2 separate regions of the Oryctolagus cuniculus genome follow, and region 1 is linked to region 2. The links are chromatin contacts, called in public Micro-C maps. All regions are on one chromosome and are shown on one strand. Each heading gives the region's core, a stretch centred on a gene start, on an enhancer-like site or on the middle of the called end of the contact. The rest is flanking DNA. Distances are from core to core; before and after follow the strand shown. Region 1 overlaps NFIA (nuclear factor I A). Region 2 has its middle 100 kb from the start of TM2D1.

Region 1 (3,776 bases), core at 901-3,400, 630 kb before region 2:
AAGGTAAATTTAGGGGCAGACTTGTGACCCAGTGGTTAAGCCACCAGTGGAGACACCCACATCCCACATTAGAATGTCTAGGTTCAAGTCCTGCCTCCATTCCCAGTTCTAGCTTCCTGCTAATACACACCCTTGTGGGCAACAGTTTATGGCTGAAGTGGTTGGGTCTTTTATACCCACATTGGAAACCTGCTCTGGCCAGGATGAAACCTGTTTGCTGTGGGCATTTGGGGAGTGAACCATCATATGGGAGCTCTCTCTGTCAAATAAAAAAAATTTTTAAAGATAAGTATATTTTGGGGCCAGCGCTGTGGCGTAGCAGGGAAAGCCACCGCCTGCAGTGCTGGCATCCCATATGGGCACTGGTTCAAGTCCCAGCTGCTCTACTTCCGATCCAGCTCTCTGCTATCGCCTGGCAAAGCAGTGAAAAATGGCCCAAGTTCTTGGGCCCCTGCACCCACGTGGGAGACCCAGAGGAAGCTCCTGGCTCCTGGCTTCGGATTGGCCCAGCTCCGGCAGTTGTGGCCATCTGGGGAGTGAACCAGCAGATGGAAAACCTTTCTCTCTCTCTCTCTCTCTCTCTCCCCCCCGCCTCTCTGTAACTCTACCTTCAAATAAAATAAATAAATCTTTTTAAAAAAGATAAGTATATTTTAGTGCAAAAAATACTTTAAATCCATTGTCTTTCTTGATACATTTTCTGTAAACTTTTTGATAATTCCTTGTGTAGATTGGGGCAGCTGAAGCAGGAAATTTTTTGAAATTTTTTAATATTTAAAATTTGTTTTATTTTATTTGGGAGGCAAGAGAAATAAAGACCCAGAGAGATCATCCATTTGCTGTTTCACTCCCCCAAAGGCCCAAAACATCCAGGACTGGGCCACGTCAATGCCAGAGTCTTAGACTTCAATCCTGGTCTCTCCCATGGGTGGCAGGTATTGAGTCTTTACCTGCTGCTTCTCGGGAAGTACATTAGCAGGAAGCTAGCATCCAACATGGAGTTAGGACTCAAACTCAGACACTCTGACACGAGATGCAGGTGTCCCAAGAGATGTCTCAACTGCTAGGCCAAACACCCCCACCACCCCCAGTAGGAAAAGTTTTACATAGCAAAAACTATATAACAACTATGACTTGTATTCTCTTGCCTTATTTTCTCATTTTTCAAAATGAAGATGTCTATCATATAACATTGCAAAAATCCCACGACAATTAACCATTAAATAGCAACTAACCAATTATGTGTTAGAGTTGCATGGGAAATACTAATAGTGTCATCCCTCCTTGAAAGATGCTATTTGATTCTGAGAGAGACGTTAACAAGTCGTTGCCATCCCTTGTCCCTATCAGATACTCATGCTGCTCTGCGCCCTCTGCCCTTAACTAAGGCCCTCTTCCTTAAACATTAGAAAGGAAGTGGATAACGTCTTACAATTGGAAGCTAAAAATGACTTGCCTATTAGAAATATGTGGAGGCCTCTTAGAAGCTCACAGTTTCCCACCTATATAAGTGACTTGTCCAAGGTCACACAGCTACTCTTGTCAATCAAACATGCTGCACCTTATGAAAACAACCTGAGGGTGACCCCGGACTCTAAGCCCAGCCAGCATCGTCAGGATGGAAACTCTGGCAGCCCAGTAGCAGCCGCCACTTCTTTTGTCCTGGACTTGCCCAGTTCCTGTCCTGACCCCTCCCCAAAAGCCCGTTCTTAGTGCCCTCTGGGCTTTTGCCGATGCCAACAGACCCGGAACTCCGCGCCGACTCAGTCGCTGAAGAATGGCTCTGGACAAAACAGGGCCCTGCTTGGACAGCACCACAATGACTGCAGGTGTCCCTTTCTTTCCCGTGCTATTTGGAACTCGCCTGTAGGTGGCGCCCTGCTTCGCTAAGGGGAACTTGGAGGGCGAGGACAGGGTCACCAGCTGCCTGTCGGCAAGGACGCTTTAAATAGGCCCTCGGCTGGAGGTCAGCGCAGCCACGGCGATGGTGTGGCCGTGCGGCCCCTTCTCGGTCTCCCTTCCTCCGCGTACCCCGACTCTCCTCACCCCTCGGGGCTGGCGAGATCGGGCAGCGGCGGGCCTGCGCCTCCTCCCAGGTGGGGCTTAGGATCGAGATCTTCGAGCTCCCGGGCTAAGCCTGGCGCCGCAGGGCGGTGCTGCGATCCCAGGGCCCCGGGCCTGCCCGTCCCCCGACCCGCGGGCTTCCAGCCCCCGCCTTGCCCGCAGCTGTGGTGGGGGCGGAGGGTTGGGGGGAGAGTGACCCTGTGAGTGCTGGGCGGGGCGGGGCAGCTTTAAAAACTTCTGAAAGGCCTCGTTCAAAGCCTCAAAGGACAGAACTTGGGCCGGAAAGCGGTTTCCACGGAGGGGACCAAAAGGGGGCGGGGGTGCACCTGCAGGGCAGGGAGCGCGCTGCCTGTGCCAGGGGGACCGGATCCCCGAGCGCGCTGCTGTCCCAGCCTCACGCCCGCGCCCCCTCGGGGAAGCCGGCGGCCCCGCCCGGGACTCTAGGCTTTCATCGTCTCCACGGGACAGCCGCCGGGCGGGGTCTCGGCTGCTTTGGCCTGCGCGTTCCCCGCAGGGTCTTCCTTCCCTCCAGCCCCTCCCTAAGAACCCGAGATTTTGCAGCAAAGTTGAATTCCGGGCTTTTAACCCCAACCCACCCGGGTGGGAGACCGCAGAGGACGTGGAGATTTCTGTACACACTTGTCAGTTCCACATCCCGGCTCCCCCCACCTCCTCCGCCACTAGCAATCCTGGGTGGGGGGAGGGAGGAGGAAGAGGGCAGGAGACGGGAGCGGGTGGCGGGGTTGGCGCCGTGGCAGATCCGAGCGTGGCCCCGGCGGCGTCGGGCGTCTCTGCTGTCGCTGTGCGCCGGGGCTGTGCCACCTCGGGGCAGAGGGAAAGGGGCTGCGCGGCCGCCGCCAGCCGGGCCCGCTCTGCGGCAGACGCGGTGCAGAGGCGGCCAAGGGAGACTGGTCCGCGGACGTGACCTAGCGCCGGATCAGGAGGATGCCGTACCCCACGGTCCTTCTACGGCAGCTCTCGACCGAATGCCGAGAAGGAGCCTCTCCTTCAGTCGTTTGCTCAGATCCTTCGAAATGCAGCGCTTTAGCCAGGGAACAGCTGCGTGGGCCTCTCCCCAACACTCCCTGCGGCCTCACTCGGCCAGAGTCGCTGAGCCGGGTCGGTGAGGGCGCGCGGGGAAAGGTACGCGTGGAGGTAAATGAAACTACGTCATTCAGTTAAGGAAGAAAAATAGCTACTGAAACATAAAGTGGTTAAAAGAATAAGCTACCTGAAGTTTGCCATTTGCTTGTAGTCCTTGTCCCGGAGCTGAGAAAGTTAGATACATGAGAGTTAGGGGATCTTTTTTTTTTTTTTTCCAATTAACATTTACACATTTTCTCTGAGTCTTTGAGAGAATTCTTTTAGTGAATTTTAAAAAGCAATAGAAGCTGGCGTTACCGGCAGCAAAGGGACAGGGAACGGATCTCATAGACTTCTGCAGAATTTAGCTACAACATCAGCACTCAAATGTAAAGTGAACTTTTACATAACAATACTAATAGGGTGGTGTTTTTACTGATCGCTTACCTCAGGAGGTAGGCAACTCTGGGAAGGAAAGGGATGAAAGGGAAAATAGAACAATGAAAGTGAAAAGAGAGATGAGCCCCAGGTGAGTCTGAACAGGAATCTTGGTGGGCCTGGTCTCTCCGAGCATCCTAAGAAAGGATAGAATTAAGTAAGATGTGTTCCTTTTTGTGAATTCCTAGCAC
Region 2 (3,448 bases), core at 704-3,203:
AAAGGTACGTACAACAGTGTATTGTGTTCCATAGAGCAAGCTACAGACTTACAGCTAACAGATGGTAGGCATATTAATTCTAAGTGGGACTACTACACAGGCATAGCTGAGAAAGATTTCAGAGAGGTGGTTGTATTTGAGGCAAGTTTTGAAGGGGCCACAGCACAGACAGAGCCATGAACACCTTAAAGAGCCGGAAGTATTCTCATTGGAGCCCTCTTTAGGGAGTCGTAGGGTGTCTAATTCCAGGCTGGAAAAGTATTATTCTTTTTTTTTGTAAAGGTTTTAATTATTTATTTGAAAGTTAGAGTCTTTTTTTTTTTTTTTTGACAGGCAGAATGGACAGTGAGAGAGAGAGACAGAGAGAAAGGTCTTCCTTTGCCATTGGTTCACCCTCCAATGGCCGCCACAGCCGGCGCACCGCACTGATCCGATGGCAGGAGCCAGGTGCTTCTCCTGGTCTCCCATGGGGTGCAGGGCCCAAGCACTTGGGCCATCCTCCACTGCACTCCCTGGCCACAGCAGAGAGCTGGCCTGGAAGAGGGGCAACCGGGACAGAATCCGGCGCCCCGACCGGGACTAGAACCCGGTGTGCCGGCGCCGCAAGGCAGAGGATTAGCCTAGTGAGCTACGGCGCCAGCTCAAGGAAAAGTATTATTCTATTCCAAATTCTGAAAACCACTACCAGCCTGATTGATCTGTTATCATTTGATGCAAGTAGAAAATTCTAATTTGTGGGAACCCAAACCAATAAGCACCTTTTTTTAAAAGATTTTTTAAATTTATTTATTTCAAAGATAAATTTACAGAGAGAAAGTTCCTCCATCCACTGGTTCATTCCCCAAATGGTCTCAGCGGCCAAGCGAGCTAATGCAAAGCCAGGAGCCTCCTCCGGGTCTCCCAGGAGGGTGCAGGGGCCCAAGCACTTGGGCCATCCCCCACTGCTTTCACTGCTTTCCCAGGCCACAAGCAGAGAGCTGGATCAGAAGAGTAGCCAGGGCAAGAACAGGTGCCAATATGGGATGCAGCACCCACCCCGAATAAGCGTCTCTGGATGTGGCCATACATGAGTACTTCCAGCACCCGTGTGAGCTTTGGGTTTCCCTATTTATGTGGCAGGTCCTCTCTCCCAAGATTCACAAGCAGGCCCACGATTTGGCCACGGCTGTGGGACCCCTCTTTCTCAGGTGCCTAGAAAGATGTGGCATCAGCCCAAGGCAATGCTTATGTGGGCCGGAGAGCACAGACAATAGTATGACTGTGACATTTAATCTGTCTGGCAAATTGGTGCAGCTGCTCTCCTACAACAAACAGGCAGGCAGAGGGAGCGACCACCGCCACAAACAAACAAACAAAGTGTGTGCGTGATCCTTAAATTTTAATAGCTATTCAGACAGTCCTTAGAGAGGAACTTGGCAGCTCCGGCCTCCAAGGCTGCTCCCCCACCTGTCTCCAGGCACAGCAAACACAGCTGTGTGAGGAAACAGGAAAGAAATGGTGCGAGCCGGAGGGCCGAGGGCGTGGGGGGAAGAATGGGAGCGCGCCTTTCCCATAAACCCACTTGGGACAGGGCCTGGCTAACAACTGCAGAAATACGGGAGGACACGCCGCCAGGCTCTTTGTAAGACTTCGCGTTAAGTGAAATCACTCAAGACGCAGCTCCAGGGCCACTTCAGAACCCCGAGGCCGAGCGCACGAGGGGCGCTCAGGGAGAGCCCGGGGCTTCTGCTTCTGTCAGAGTGAAACACAACGGCGCTGCATGCCCTGGCAGAGGCCCTGTAGAACTTCCTGAAGTGTCTAGAAACTTCTTTATCTGTATTTCCCCGGGCTGAGAAGTGCACACATTTTTAAAGTTCAGCCCTTGACAAAAGTCAAGACTGAGGCAAGATGTTTCAGCCGCCCTGATCCAAATGTTAGCATTTCTGCAGCGGTCAGGGGCTTGCCGCGCCCCAAAGCAACGGGTCGGGGGAGGGCGGGAATCGGGAGAGGGAAAGAAGTCGTTCGAGAGGATGAAAAACAAAGCCAGGAGGTATTTTTGGTATCATGGTAATCACAAAATAGCACGAATGCGGTCTGTGCCTGCGTGCTACCCCAACGTCGATTTGAATCCCACTGAACGCTGGTTTGAAATTTTCCATTTTTGTAATTTGCTTGCCTTTGTTAAGCCAAGACTTGAGAGAAACCTGGCAGCCGGCTGCAAGTCTGGCACGATTTCACCTCAGACGCACCCGCTGGCTTGGGACGTTGAGGGAGACCGCACAAGAGCGAAGGCGGCGCTGGGAGAAGCGGCGGCTCGGCAGCCGCCCGGGCAGGCCCGCGGCCTCGCAGCCAGGGGGTTTGGCTCCCCCTACCGGAATCGCGAGGCCGGCAACGCCGCGGCCTGGTGGGGGTGGGGCACCGGGCCACCTGCCTGGAGAGTTTCCCAGCCAGTGGGAAGGGAGGCAAAGCAAAAGGAGTGGGAAGCAGGGATTTCCACACCACATCGAGGCAACAGAGCCAGGTCCGAGTCAGCACAGCGCTTCGTGTTTGGAGGAGAAAAGATAGGCACGCTGCCTCCATCAAATTTACGTACAAACTTGGGCCTCGTGCTTACATGGAAACCCGGGTTGAGAGCCAAGCAGTGAGTGGTCCCAGTGTGCAGGCCCAGCACATAGTGTGTGCTTAGCAGATAAATGCTGATTGAATGAATGAATGAATGAATGACCCCCGGGCCGGTGCTGTGGCATAGTAGGTTAAGCGCGGGCCTGCAGCACCGGTTCCCAGCGGCGCCTCTTCCCATCCAGCTCTCTGGGAAAGCAGCAGAAGATGGCCCAAGTGCTTGGGTCCCTGCACCCACATGGGAGACCCAGAAGAAGTTCCTGGCTCCTGGCTCCTGGCTCCTGGCTCCTGGGTTCTGGCTTTGGATCGTCCCAGCTCCAGCAGATGCCACCGTTTGGGGAGTGAACCAAGGGATGGGAGACCACTCTCTGTGTCTCTCCCTCTCTGTCTGTAACGCTGCTTCTCAAATAACTAAATAAATCTAAAAAAAAAAAAAAAAAGACTCAATGCACTAAATAACCTACTCTATCAAACAGAGAGCGAATGTGATTAAAAAAAAAAAAAAACACTTCCCTGCTTTTTCCAGTATTCATAAGTTGTAAGATGGGTTTTGTTCATGGCTAGTAATTCCTGCAAAAATCCTGCACCAGGTAGGCTAGTCCAGTGCTCTTGCCCCCACCCCCAATGTGCATAGCAGGGATTGAGAATCAACCCCATTCCATGCCCTCATTTGGAGAACTTCAGTGCATTTTCCTGTGCCAGCCAGTTGCTGACAGATCTGGTTTGGGGCTAACTTTTCTTGACCTCTCTAATGTTTATTTTCTAAGGCAAAAGAATCATTTTGCCTTACTGTAGGTTGGTCTGCAGGCTATCTTGGGAGGAAGTTGGCTTCCCTGCATACTTGTTGTTC

The links. A called contact is a pair of places that touch in the nucleus more often than the background predicts.
Region 1: a contact with region 2 is called in a Micro-C map of ear pinna, with 20 times the contacts expected there. The contact joins two enhancer-like sites. A contact is called at or near these places in 4 of 6 Hi-C or Micro-C datasets (ear pinna, psoas muscle, skin fibroblasts and 1 more).

Annotation. Positions count from the first base shown.
Region 1 is chr7:111,812,860-111,816,635 of mOryCun1.1, reverse strand. The region is part of intron 1 of NFIA (nuclear factor I A); the gene reads left to right. Among named protein-coding and RNA genes, the nearest start is that of NFIA, 180 kb to the left of the region's middle. Within about 2 kb of position 2,150, at least 5 of the 8 cell types and tissues checked have an H3K27ac peak or open chromatin away from gene starts, as enhancers often do. A contact at or near this core is called in ear pinna, where this site is marked.
Region 2 is chr7:111,178,071-111,181,518 of mOryCun1.1, reverse strand. No RefSeq gene overlaps it. Among named protein-coding and RNA genes, the nearest start is that of TM2D1, 100 kb to the right of the region's middle. Within about 2 kb of position 1,953, at least 4 of the 8 cell types and tissues checked have an H3K27ac peak or open chromatin away from gene starts, as enhancers often do. A contact at or near this core is called in ear pinna, where this site is marked.